Regions from separate parts of the Mus musculus genome. Here region 2 is linked to region 1. A link is a contact called in public promoter capture Hi-C data. All regions are on one chromosome and are shown on one strand. The core of a region is the stretch at or near the end of the contact, and the rest is flanking DNA. Distances in the headings are between cores, read along the strand shown.

Region 1 (6,760 bases), core at 2,912-5,411:
CCTTGGCATAAGAGTTCCCTTCCAGAACATTACCTCAGCTCCTCCGCTGTCCGCCGTTGCCCACTGCCTCACCCGATGCTGGGCACAGCACACGGGGTTACCTGAGTGACTGTCCGGCATATCTTCAGTCCCTTGTCATGGGTCCCATCGTCGCCATTACGCTCTGTCTCATCCTCAGAGATTCGGGAGTCATCGGCATGAAGATCCACAACAGCCTCCTGCCCCGCCAGGGGTTTGATGTCGGGGATGAGGCTCTGGGACACAGACACCCCCGCTACCCCGTTACACTGGGCCCATGTCTACTCCCACCTGAACATTTCTTACCCTCCCTTCCCTGGCTCCGCCCACCTCACCTTGAGTGACTCAGTGGTGATACTGATGGACGGTTTCTTCTGTGTCGCGGCAGTGCTGGCTCCCCAACGGCGTTTTCGGCCAGGCTGGCCCCCCTCTGTGTCACTGTTTCCAGCTTGCACCCCCTTGGTAGCTGCTGTCCCCAAAAAATAGGACCCAACAGTTAGATGGTCTAGGTTCCTAACTAGCTCACACCGTAACACTCATATGTTGCTTTTGGCTGCAGTTTAAGTAAAAGGTTAACGTAAGAAAAGATTGGGGGAGTGGAGATTGGGAAACTAAGGCTTAAAGAGTGAACAAAACTGATGTTGTATCTTTATTATGGCTGGGAACTATTTGCGCACAGAAAGGAGAAGGCGGGTAAGCAGTTGGAGGAGCACTTCAGACTTAAGTGCAGGAGAGCCAGACGAACACGTGACTACACTGTAAGACCATGTGCTCCTTACTGGGTGTCTGCACATGGTGGTACACACCTTTAATCCCAGCACTTGAAAATGAGGGGGAAATCTCTGAATTCAAGACCAGCCTGGCCTACACAACAAATTTCAGAGCAGCCAGAAAACAAATCTACCACCAAACTACCACTGCCCAAGTTCCTCAGTGGGCAACAATTGCATGTTTACTGTCAGGAGGGCTTACAGATTAAGAGCACTGAATGTTCTTCCAGAGGTCCTGAGTTCAATTCCTAACAACCACATGGTAGCTCACAACCATTTATAATGTGATCTGGTGCCCTCTTCTGGCCTGCAGGCATTCATGCAGGCAGAACGCTGTATATATAATAAATAAATCTTAAAAATGGAAAGCATCACACAGGCATCTCTCTAACTTCAAATTCAAGGTCAGATACCAGAAAGGATGCATTCCTCTAAGTTGGGCGTGTAGCACACGCCTGTAATCCCAGCTACTTGAGAGGATGTAGCAGGATTCAGTTTTTAGTCAGCCTGGTCTACACAGCAGAAACCTTGTCTCAAAAATAAGTAATAACAAGAGAATAGATTGAAAATGGTCTGAGGTACAATGCTCTCCTTAAAAGGTACTTTGGAGTTGGGGAAACTGATGTGGCATTGTGTGCCTAGCATGTGCAAGGCTGTAGGTCCAATCCTCAGTAACGCGCGCAAGCACACGCGCGTGCGCGCGCGCACACACACACACACACACACACACACACACACACACACACACACACACACACACACACACACACAGAGCTGGAGAAACAGGACTGGTTAAAATGAAAACCACCCAGATTCTCCATGTGTAGGGAGAGCAGAGTCTCACTAGGTGGAGGGAGAACTGCACCCTAAGACTGATACTGGGAGGAAATGAATGCTAATCATCTGTGCAGTTTTTATGACTTCTACCAGGGATTTGGGGCTAGACTTACAGACAACGGAGATTTTCCTCTTGAATGACTTGGGCATCGAACTCTGTATGGAGAAGATAAGGAAGAGAGAGAGACACCCCACAGAGAGGGGGAGGAGGTTAAATCAGGCAATCTTAGCATAAATGCCAAAGACACACAGAGACAGAGAGAGAGAGACACTGACAGATAGAGACCAAAACAGAAGCAGCAAACGGCAAAAAACGAAGCAGAATCAATGCAAGTTAGAGGAAAATTAAACCAAACGTCACGGGGAAGGTCATCTATGTCACCTCACACCAGTGTATTAGCTTTACCAGAAATAAGATGGGGAGGGGCTTAATAACCTCCAGCTACTTAAGTAGTTTTTGGGTTTTTTGAAACAGGGTCTCACTTTGTAGCTTAGGCTACATCATCAAACTTTTGGTGATCCTCCTGCCTCAGCCTCCCAAGCACTGGGATTACAGACATGAGCCACCATGTCCGGCTCCGTCAGCCCTTTTAAGTTGCTGATCATGCTCTCAACTGTATCTAAGGGATGAGGACACGAAACCCAGCGAGCTATGCCCAGACCCAGGTAACTGGGTCCTCCTAAGTCCTTCCTTGCCAATTTGAAAGATACGAGAAAAACCCACTCTTGAGATGGCAACTTCAACAAGCTTCCTGTACTCAGCTCCCAGCCTGACATCTTGACAGGAGGTGGGACACTTGAAGACCACTCAGAGCAACACCAAGGAAAAGAATTATACAAGGTTCACTGCAGATGAAGGGCAGGTAGCAGAGAGAATTTACAAGGATCTCTTGTCTAAGGAGGCTCTGGTAAAGGCCAGCTGCTCCAGGGAAAGCCTCGGCCTCCCCAACCACCACCCTTACTCCAGCAGAGCCTTAACGCTCCCCCTTCAAACAGGGCTCAAATGCAGGGGCTCTGGCTAAGGACCAAAACCAAAACAAATCCCACAAGACAGATTTGGGCAAGCCTCTTTCCAGACACACAGTGGAGTGACACTACAGACAGAGCAGGGGCACTTTTATAGGTGCTTATTTCTGGAAAAACTAAGACCACCCTACCACCCTTCTAACGGGTAGGGCAGGACCCCCTTAATCTCCTTTCCCCTCCCACCCCCAGCCCCACCTGTGTCATCTAACCAAGTCTCCTTGGTCTGTGTTAAGAGCCAGCCTGACCCCTAGCTAGGTTGCTCACGATGGGTAAGTTAGTGAGAAAAGGAAATAAATAAAAACCAAAAAAACAAACAAACAAACAAAAAAAAACAAAAAAGAAAGAAAATAAAAGAACCCAAAAAACCAATTAAACAAAATAACTTAATTAAAACAAGAAAAACACGAACCAAATAAATAAACCCAACAAAGAAATAAAAAAATAAATTATAAAAATAAAAGATTAAAGAAGAGGTAGAAAATAAAAGAATAAACTAGGAATATGACAAATGTTCCAGGTACCATCTCACACCTGGGATCTTCAGTTCAGCCAATCGCACCTCACTGTGTACTGTATCTAGTCAACCGCCGTCCAATCAGAATGAGCCCTCCCTGCTAGGCGCTGTGCAATTGGTGGGGGGTTGGGTTGGCAAAAAAGGTGGGCGCACGGCGTGGTAGTCAGCGTGGCACTGCCAGAGTCCTCCCAGGGGCGCAGGGGGGGCGGGAGGGAATCGTGTGGGGGGACGCTGCCCAGTTTCCAAGATGTCAAAACAGTTCACTGGCGATGGCCAGCCTCAGCGAGGGGCAGAGGGGGGAATGGGGGCAGAGCATCAGTCCTGGCCCTGTAGGGCATCATCTTGCAGTCCCTGATGAATGAGCAAGCGGCCTGTGAGCGGCAGGAATGCTCCTTGCCTTTCTTTCATGAGGCAGGCAGGACCCTATGTCCACCAGTGACAAGCTGCAGCAGTGCCACTAGCCAACACTTGGGATCCAGGTGACAACTCCAAAGTCCCTTCCTCCTCTGAGTGTAACTGGGGAGAGGTCCTGTCACCGAGCAGGATCATGGAGCCTCTGATGAAGGTAGCCCGGGGGTGGCAGTAGTCAATTTCCCCAGGACCTGGTACACATTCAGCAGCAAGCTCAGAGTATGTCTTCCGGTTTGTCGTTGGCACCTCCTCAGGGACTGCAGCTGAGACAGTGGTTCCGGTTGGGTGGGTGAGTGAGTCCCTGCCTCCAGGGATGGAGGAGAAGCTGAAGCGACCGACACGATGCTGCCCTTCACCATGGACAGCAGGGACCAAAGGAAAGTCCATCTGAAGAGCAAGTGGTGACACGCGGGCTGGGCTGCCATCAGCTTTAAGCCCCTGGGTACAGACCCCCAGACTTCTCTGCAGGGTTTCTAGTCAACAAAGCTTAGGCCACCGGCCCCACTCAAGTGTTTACAGCTCGGCACTGTCGTCATAAACATCTGACTCTCTTAGGTTTCTTGGTCCCTAGATGGGGATCCCAACAGTCTGTAGCAAACAAGGCAACCCACAGTCTCTGACAGGTAAGGGCATGTGGGCAGGCACCCCAGCACTGGCACAACTCTTCTTGGGGTGTCCCGAGTAGGGCGATGATTCAAGTCCACCCCTTTCCAAATGCTTCTTGTTCTCAGTACAAGTCTCTCCAGAACAGTGCTCGTCTCAGCCCCGATGTAAGCAAGAAGGGAGGCGGGGCCCATCACAGACGCCCACAGACACGCCCCTCTGGCCAAGACACCGGGAGCACACTCGGCTCTGATTGGGCGGCTCGGTAGCAGCGGGTGGGTCCAGAGGTAGAGGCGGCATCAGCGATTGGCCAGTTGGGCAGGGTTATATTTTACGGGCGGATTACCGTACATGAGGTACTTGGACAAAGTTTTACGGGGAAGAAGGACCTTGTAATAAATAATATTCTGCACATCAAATCACTTTCACCGGCCCCCACCCCCGCAACACACACCAGAGAAAGGCTACACACACAACAGCCCCTCCCACCCTGTAATAATACCACTCCCAAACCCAGCTAATTCTATTTCTTTAAGGGTCAAGAAGACCTCGCTGGCTCCAATGGGGGAAGCCTCTTGAACTGGGTATAGGAAAAAGTGGTAATATTTGTGCCAACAAAACAAAACAAAACCTAAGAGGGCCTTGTGGTTCACCCCTTGGATTTCTAAGAAGCTACACTTCCGTAATTAGACCACTGGGGGGCAGAAGAGCAACAAAAATTCCTCAGCATGGCTGACTCGGTAAGAGACCCAAAGCCCCACTAGGTGGCGACAAGTGCCATTAAGCTTTTAAAAAGGAGGGAAAGCTCAAGGAGTTAGCTTCACAGAAGCTTCAGCAGCAAGAAAGCTGCACTTGGGTTTTTTGGTTTTTCTCTCTCTCTCCTCTCTCTCTCCCTCGCCTCCCTCTCCCCCCTCTCTCTCTAAAAAAAAGGGCCATTAACAGACTTCCAAATTAGGAGCCTGGTCTATATCACTGCTTCATGTAGGGAAAGGAAATCAAAGACCTTGTCTGTTATCACAAGGGGCATCCCTTGCTAAACCAGCGAATTCTCCCTTGCCCTATCCTGATCCAAGGATAGCCTTATCCCCTTTAGGTCATCCCACTGTGTAAGAGGGATGGCTGAGATGGTCTATTCTCCCTAGGCCCACGCTCGGCCCACCCTCCCCAACAGGTGGCTTGGCTAGTTACCTCTTTCTTTTCCTCTTCTTCAGCACCACCCTCTGGGCGCTCATCATTGCTGACTTGGTCTGCAACAGGCAGAGGAGGCTCAGGCACCTCATTTTCAGGTCTGTTTTCACTGGTGTCCATGGTCACTTCCTCCTTCTCTTCACTGACAGGATGGAAGAGATTGAAGGAAAGGGTAGGAGAGAGTGAAGGGGAAGAGAGAGCAAGATGTTAGCTTTGTGGACATAAAATCCCAATGGCTCCTTACTTGGGCGGGATCAGACTAGAACTTTCCCATGGGAAAGTGGGAATGCTTTCTTTAGGGAAAAAGCACAAATTACAGTGGTCATGGCCACTCAGTACCAGATGGGGCCTTTATGTGGGGTTCCCAGCACTCAGAGTTCTTAGACACTCACTTCACAGCTCTCTTGCACGAAACCAACAGTCTCCTCTGAAAAGTCCTTCAAAAGTGACCTCAATTTGTCTAGAAGGCTATAGCCTCTCTACTCACTAGTTAAGGCATCTTTAATTTACCAAGAACCTAAAGGAAGCCCACTTCCTTTATAAAAAAACAAAAAAGCTAAAAAACCCAAGACTTTGGAAAGGGCATAGGTGTAGCCAATGACCCCGACCTTGTGTCCAATCAACTGTTAATTAGTAAGTGCCCGGTGATCCACAGGGCCTCCAGACACCAGGACCAGTAAGAGTGAGGATGGGGCTGGTAAGGGTGCCCACTTCTCTCTCACCCTAGGAAAACCTGAGGAATGGCTGTCACCTGCTCAGAGCAGAGACTGTTCTTACATTTGACTCTTACCCAGTCACTCCCATTGCTCATTCCAACTTCCAAGAGATAAAGAGAGCAGGCCTCCCAAGTCAGTAATACCCTCCTCCACACCAGACAACTCCCCCAAAACATGGAACCCACTCGCTCACAAGTTAGCACTCACTTCAGACAAAGAAATCCAGAGACTCCATCAAATAAACTATCTTCCTACCTTTCTGCCACCATCCCTAACTTCTAACCCTGACACTCCCTAAAACTAGATTAAAAATAATCAAAATCAGGATGATCAGGGGTACAAGTGACAGAAAAGGGAAACCAAGCCTCTCCAGACCAGGAACTAGTACCAGAAAATACAGCACTCATTCTCACCAGGCTGTGTGACACACAAGAGGTCAGAAAAGCCTCCCCAGTGTAGGCAGGGAGAGATGCAAAGCTGAGGGGGAGGGGGAAACCAGGACTGGGCCCCCAGCTAACAGGACCCCATAGAACACGTGATTTTTTGCTTAAATCTTGAAGAAAGGCTTATCAAAAACCCAAACCAAAACAAACAACCTACTGCTCAGAGAGGGCAACTGGGGCCAATTAGAAACCGAGCAGAAAGGACAAAGGGAGAAAGCGGAATGCCTGAAAACA
Region 2 (6,760 bases), core at 2,382-4,881, 360 kb after region 1:
CATCCTAACTGATACATCTACAACTCAACTGCTACGCCCAAGGCTCAGGGAGCAGAGGGAAGAGGATGTGTGTCTTCGTTTGGATTACTGTTGTTATGATGAAACACCATAGCCAAAGCAAGTTGGGGAGAAAACGTTTATTTATTTATTTATTTATTTATTTATTTATTTATTTATTCTTGGCTTACACTTTCACATCACAATCCATTGCTGGAGAAGTCAGGACAGGAACTCACACAGGGCAGGAACCTGGAGGCAGGAATTCATACAGAGATCATGGAGGATGCTGCTTACTGGCTTGCTCCTCATAGCATACTCAACCTGTTTTCTTACAGAACCCAGGACCACCAGCCCAAGGATGGCACCACCCACGATGGATGGGGCTCTCCCACATCAATCACTAATTAAGAGAATGCCCTGCAGCTGGATCTTATGGAGGCATTTTCTCAACTGAAGTTCCCTTCTTTCAGATGACTGTAGCCTGTGCTAAGTTGACATAATACTAGCCTGCACAGGGTAGAAAAATTGTAAGGGCCAGAGGACTGGGACATTTGCTAGAGGATAGTGCCTTCTCCACGACAGGTCACTGCACCCATGAAATCTTAACAATACGGTTGTCTAAACAAGGCCAGCACAATGACAACACTATTGCCATTTGCTGCTAAGAAAGGGAGAATCCAATTTTTCCAGGGATGTGCCCCGATTGGTTATGCAACCCGAGTGCCCATCCCTAAACACATAAGCTCTAGTTTGCTTCCTGTTGCTGTGATGCACAGCCTGACCAACAGCAACTCGGGGAAGAAATAGTTTATTTCATCTTACCACTCTAAGATCACACTGCATCACTGAGGGAAATTAGGACAGGAACCTGACAGCAGGAACTAGAACAGAAAATATGGAGGACTGATGCTGACCGGCTCCATCCATGGCTTGTTCATCTCATTTTCTTATATAAGCCAGGACCACTTGGTAAATGCCACATCTATCATTATTCAGACTTGTGTACAGGCCGATCTTATGAAGGCATTTTCTCAATTGAGGTTCCCTCTTTCCAGGTAACCCTATGTGTCACATCGACAAAAAAACGAACCAGCACAATATATATCCCTAAACACATAAGCAACACTGAATAGACTCAGCACATTGCATTTATTTAGACAAATCTACTTATCTACCTGCCTGCATGTGTGTGTGTGTGTGTGTGTGTGTGTGTGTGTGTGTGTGTGTGTGTGAAACAAGAAGAAATCATGATGTTGAGATAGAGAGAGGCCACAGGAGCAGTTGGAGGAGGGAGAATAGGGGGTGAAATCATGTAAATATGTACTCATGAAACTTTCAAAAATGCTAAATGTTAATAATTAAAACTGCAATTAAATTTGTATTCCTAAAAAAGTTTTATCTTTGCTCAGTGTATACTTGTAAATGTGCTGAGTGCTCAGCAGCATCTGGAGCTGTTGAAAACAACAAAAGACAAAACAGACAAATTTAATGCTCTTGTGTTCTTGATTGCTGGCTGAATCTGAAATAACTTTAGAAAGATTTATTGCATTGTTAGCTCTCATATTTCTTGTAACATACAAGGTGATTGGTATTTTTAATTTTTTCCCCTTCTTCATTTTTTTTTAACTTTATCTACTATGGATTTGTATGAGGGTGTCAGATCCCCTGGAACTGGAGTTACAGACAGTTGTGAGCTGCCATGGGTGCTGGGAACTGAACTGAGGACCTCTGGAAGAGCAACCAGTGCTCTTAACAGCTGAGCCATCTCGCCAAGGTTATTGGTATTTTAATGATAAAAAAAAAATAAGGCAGTACCAGCAGTTAAGAGCACTGACTGCTCTTCCAGATGCCCTGAGTTCAATTCCCAGCAACCACGTGGTGGCTCACAACCATCTGTAATGGGACCTGATGCCCTCTTCTGGTGTGTCTGAAGGCAGTGACAGCGTACTCAATACATAAAATAAATAAATCTTTTCTTTAAAAGGAAGTATTATTTATTTTCTCAGATATTGTAATCGTTTGTCTATAACACATATGACAAACTTCAAGTTCCAAAAAATAGTGTTAAAACAGAAGTTTCACAAGAAAATCCTAATAAATACATGAAAAGTGCTGACAAGATGGCTCCAGGTCAAGGCGCTTGCCCACTAGGCTGACCAACTGAGTTCTATTTCCAGGACTCACATAGTGGAAGGAGATCCAACTCCCATTTGATCTTCACAAGCGTGCCGCACACATATAATAAATAAACTTTTTTTTTTAAAAGACAGAAAAATACCAAAACTCTTGTAGGTTCTTACAGTGCTCTGCGCCTCCCAATGAACCTTAAACAGCAAATAAATATCACAGGCAAACCCTCTGTCCCATTTTATGTAGTTCCCAAATAGGTAGAAACTAGAATGTTTCACCCAGAATTCAAGATAGAAAAAGGATTACTCTTTTTTGCTTAAAAAAAAAAAACAAAAAACAAAAAACAAAAAAACAATCACTTTTATGTATGCCTATGTCTGTATATAGGGAAGTCAGAAGGAACTAAAATTCCCCTGGGGCTGGAGTTAAAGGTAGTTGTGAGCTGTCTTGTCTGGGTGCTGGGAATGGAACGTTGGTCATCTGCAAGAATAATATGTGCTCTTGGCCACTGACTGAGCCATCGCTCCAGCCCCGTTTTCATTTTGTTTATTGAGATGGGATCTCACAATGTAGACCAGACTGGCTTGAAACTCATGGAGCTCTGCTTGTCTCTTGACTAAAGAGATCTGGGATTAAAGGCCAAAGCTACACTTTGGATTTCCCGGCTCAGGTCTGCTCTTCTGTTGCGCGAGGAAACTCCGAGCCAGGAGGACCTTTCTAGCGCTGTATTGTGTAATGCAGACGGAGAGTGGGAGTTATAACTCCCACCTAATCCTCCAGCCCGTGAGAGGCGAGGGAGTGGGCGTGTTGGAAGATACTGAGAAAAGATGACGGGGACAAAGGAAATATGCACAGCCAGGGTTTTAACCACGTTCTGCGGTGGACGAGTGGAGCAGTGAGAAAGGCACGCAGGTTGAGCCGGTTCCTCGCCTGTCGATTTTTCCCTCGAGAGGAATGCAGGGCGCAATGCGGCCTTTGCGCAGAGTCCTAGGCGTGCACGGGGAGGGTTGGCCGGTGATGCGGCCGACGGTTTCTGAACCTTGGGTTCCCGCTCCTCCATCCCAACCATCCAAATTACGGATGAAAAGGGCTCCACTGTTGTTCAAGGACAGTCACAGAACCAGGAAAGGCGCACTTGGAAGTCCTGGGGCCAATGGCGGCCCAGCAACCCTGCCGCATCAGAGAACGGACGGAAGCCGCCACCCTGCGGTCTGTTTTGGCACTACACGGAAAACGCCGTGGAAAGACTGTCTCTGCGGCATCTGGGAGCCAATGAGCTCTCGGGCTGCATAACTAATTTCTTTTTTCTACTGGTTGCACTAGCTGTCAATCAATAATCTGCACAATATTTATTGGAATTAGCATCCATCATTCTCTGTAAATCACGAATCACATGCTTCTGTCCCCGCCCACCTTTACGCCTTAAGAACGCCTCTGCGTTTGACACATTCAGGGAGTTTCTTTATTTCATTGGCTAGGTGAGGTCCCGCCTCTCCGATTAGCGGAAATGAAAGATCTCTTACTTCCATTGGCTGAAATTTGCAAACTGTGATTGTCTATCAAAACTATGAACTCACGCTAGCTCCTAGGAAGTTCGGGCCCGGAAAGGGTGGGCTTTGCGAAGATGGCGGCTCCGGTGAGTTCTGTCTCCTTGCTTCTTCCCGGAAAGGAAGGAATCTGTGAAAGTTTCCTTTCGCCTCCACGGATCGAGGCAAACCGTTGGCACCATGGATGATGAGAGTGATGAGAGTTGTCTCAGGGATGCGCTCACTCTGACACAGCGGTATCGTATGTCAGATGAGAGGGAGGGTCAGACGCTGCAGGTTGGCTGGTTCCGGACAGGAGGCTAACCCCAAATTACTCTTCAGAATGAGCTTTGTAGGGAGAGTCTCGTGACCATGGCGGGCGGTGACCCGGCCTTAAGGTGGGACAATGTTCCGAGCAGAGCTAGCGTCACATGTACAATGTGGCTGGGGCAAAGGCAGCCGTAAAGTTTGGCGATGAAATCTCCGGTCTTTTCCAGTAAATTGGGGGGGGTGTGGTGGGAGGAGACTGGCTGTGTGCCGAGGCTGCCTGCCCCTGTGCGGGGGGAAAACGACCCAAAAGTCGCGACTGTTTTGAAGGAAAGGAGGGAGTTTGATAGGCAGTACGTTCTGCAATCATCATCGCCTAAAGTAAGAAATTGATCACCTTTAACTGTCCCCTCCTATCTGTAGGAGGTGCTGGAGTCAGACGTGTCAAGTTCGATAACACTTTTGAAAAACCTCCAGGAGCAGGTGAGTATGTATGTCTTTTAGAATAAATCAGTCAGGGATTAACTTTGACTTCATAAGTCTCATCCACACACTTTGATGATTCGAATACTACAAAATTATCTTAGGTGTAAAATAAAAGCCTTATATGCGCTTCATGAAAGTTCAAAATAATTCATTCAGCTCCCAAAGAAATACAGAAAGCTGTTTTTCCCCCATTCACTTACTTATTTATTTATTTTATTTAGTCACTTTACATTCCGATTGCAGCCACCCCCCAGAAAACTTTTTTTAAGTTATACCCAAACTCCTTTATTTAAATAATAACTAAGAAAACAGATGTTGACAATCTGTCAAAATAGTGGCTATAAGTGCCACTTAATATGCATTTACATAGTAAGTTCTAGTGGTACAGATAAAATTACACTCCTTGGCCTGTTTATGGTGCACACCTTTAAACCCAGCACTTAGGAGGCAGAGGCAGGTGGATCTCTGTGAGTTCAAGGTCAGCTTGGAGTGTATAGTGAGTTCCAGAACAACCTGGGCTTCATAGACAAACCCTATCTCAAAAAACAAAAACAACCCCACAAACAACAAAAGTCACAGCCCTCATCGCCACTGTCGGGCTCCTCACCCCCTTCACTTGGTTTCTTAATGACCCCCTCCCTCATCTTTAGACAGCACCATGACGATGTTTTCTCTGCCTCTTGGAGAACTGTTGGAAACGCTCAGTTCAGTGGTGTTCAGCAACAGCGTTTCAGATCATTTTTTAGGCGGCATTATCTAGTATTTATCCTTCACTGTTCATAGACATTACTTGTGGTCGGGTGAGCTATTCGGGTTTAACTTGGCTAATTTCAGGTGATGGCTGTCACTGCACAAATCCAAGCACTGACGACAAAAGTTCGAGCTGGAACGTATTCTACAGAGAAGGTAAGGGCTCCTGCACAGGCTGGAGGGCCAGCTCCGTGGTTACGTCACCCGTCCAGGTGACGTAACCACTTGGATCCCAGCACTCGTGTCTACATGACCCACAATTCTAGCTCGGGCATCCCATACACATGTGCCGTGTGAATGTACATACACATAAATAACTGTAAATCTTAAGGGGGGGGTACTTGAAGAGGGAGGACCTCCTCATATGATGTGCTTGCTGGTTTGGTTTGGTTTTTACTGTAGGTTTGTTATGTGGTGTATGTCCTAAGAGTTAGAGCTTCATCTAAAAGGGGTAATGTGTGGGTTCTGTACAGGAGTCTGGCAAGAATTGCAGACCAGAAGACTAGATAGGAGTAGTGGCAGTCATTTTACAGAAGTCAGGAGGAGTGATATGCCAGCCAAGCAGAGTCAAAAAAAAGGTACCTCAGAGAAAGCAGTGGGGTTTGAGAGTAGCTATGTGCCTGAGATACTCACCATTGAATGCTGTGGGGGAGTAGGTGGTTTTGTGGATGTTGTGGTGTGTGTGTGTGTGTGTGTGTGTGTGTGTGTGTGTGTGTGTGTGGTGTGGTGTGTGGGTAAGACGTAAGAATGGAGTCGTCACTTTGAGCAGCCATGTAGGACAGCCGAGGAGTTGCTCTTTTGTTTCTTACAGTCTTAGATGATGTCAGTTTGGACCGTGGTGACGACTTTATATACAGAAGTCCCCAGCTTCGTTTCCTGTCACTTCAGTTACCTGAGATTAACATCAGTCTGAAAATACTGAATGTAAAGTTTCAGTTACACCTCCTAAGTTTAAAATAATTTATTTTAGAATATAATTGAGGTATTTGATATTGCTAGTTGTTGTCAATCTCTTACACTTGGTTGTAAATGAAGGTTTATTATTTGCATAAATGATTGGGAAGAACAGTGTATATAGGATTCAGTGCTCTGCCATTGCAAACATTCATTGGCACTTTTGGAATGCATCACTTGCGGATAAAAATGCCACTAATCTGTGATGAGAACCCATTGACTGAAAGATGCATCCGAATTTGAGACACCACACTGTGAAGATGATGTATCTGAAAATGAGATGTGGGAGCTTCCGCTCTTCCTTGGACCTTTTTTCCCTCCTCGTTCTGGTTTGCTTGTTTGTTTGTTTAGACATGAGCCTGCTATGAAACATGGATTAGCTTTGAACTTGTGACCTTACTTCTCCACCTTTCAAGTGCTGGATTTTAGATTCTCTGATGTGCAGTGAAATAGGCTAGCTTTCAAATTAAAATTTAAAGAAAAAAATCAAAAATTTATAGAACTTCTTTGGGGATTATTAGTGTCAGTAGATGCCAACCCTTGCCTGCTTTACTGGCGTGAACTGGAAAGCTCTGCTGGGCCTTTGAAACAGTCTCTCTATGTCACCCTGACTGGCCTTGAACTTACAATGATCCTCCTGCCTTCAC

The links. Capture Hi-C pulls out chosen DNA fragments and counts their contacts.
Region 2: a contact with region 1 is called in a promoter capture Hi-C map of liver. The contact joins the promoter of Ngdn here to the promoter of 4930579G18Rik in region 1. A contact is called at or near these places in 7 of 39 promoter capture datasets (the 3T3-L1 cell line, 3T3-L1-derived adipocytes, hippocampal neurons and 3 more), 5 of 484 Hi-C or Micro-C datasets (the Ba/F3 cell line, the G1E-ER4 cell line, cerebellum and 1 more), 1 of 115 datasets of contacts at active chromatin or transcription factors (memory CD8 T cells) and 3 of 9 other capture datasets (adipose tissue, liver and pancreatic islet).

Annotation. Positions count from the first base shown.
Region 1 is chr14:54,646,350-54,653,109 of GRCm38.p6, forward strand. It overlaps 4930579G18Rik (RIKEN cDNA 4930579G18 gene), which reads left to right and starts at 4,162. Exons shown (of 6, transcript NR_038053.1): 1 at 4,162-4,199; 2 at 4,716-4,919; 3 at 5,391-5,465. Acin1 (apoptotic chromatin condensation inducer 1) reads right to left here. Exons shown (of 19, transcript NM_023190.3): 9 at 5,368-5,509; 10 at 1,739-1,781; 11 at 354-487; 12 at 102-254.
Region 2 is chr14:55,011,823-55,018,582 of GRCm38.p6, forward strand. It overlaps Ngdn (neuroguidin, EIF4E binding protein), which reads left to right and starts at 3,632. Exons shown (of 11, transcript NM_026890.2): 1 at 3,632-3,766; 2 at 4,347-4,406; 3 at 5,244-5,315. The coding sequence starts at 3,755.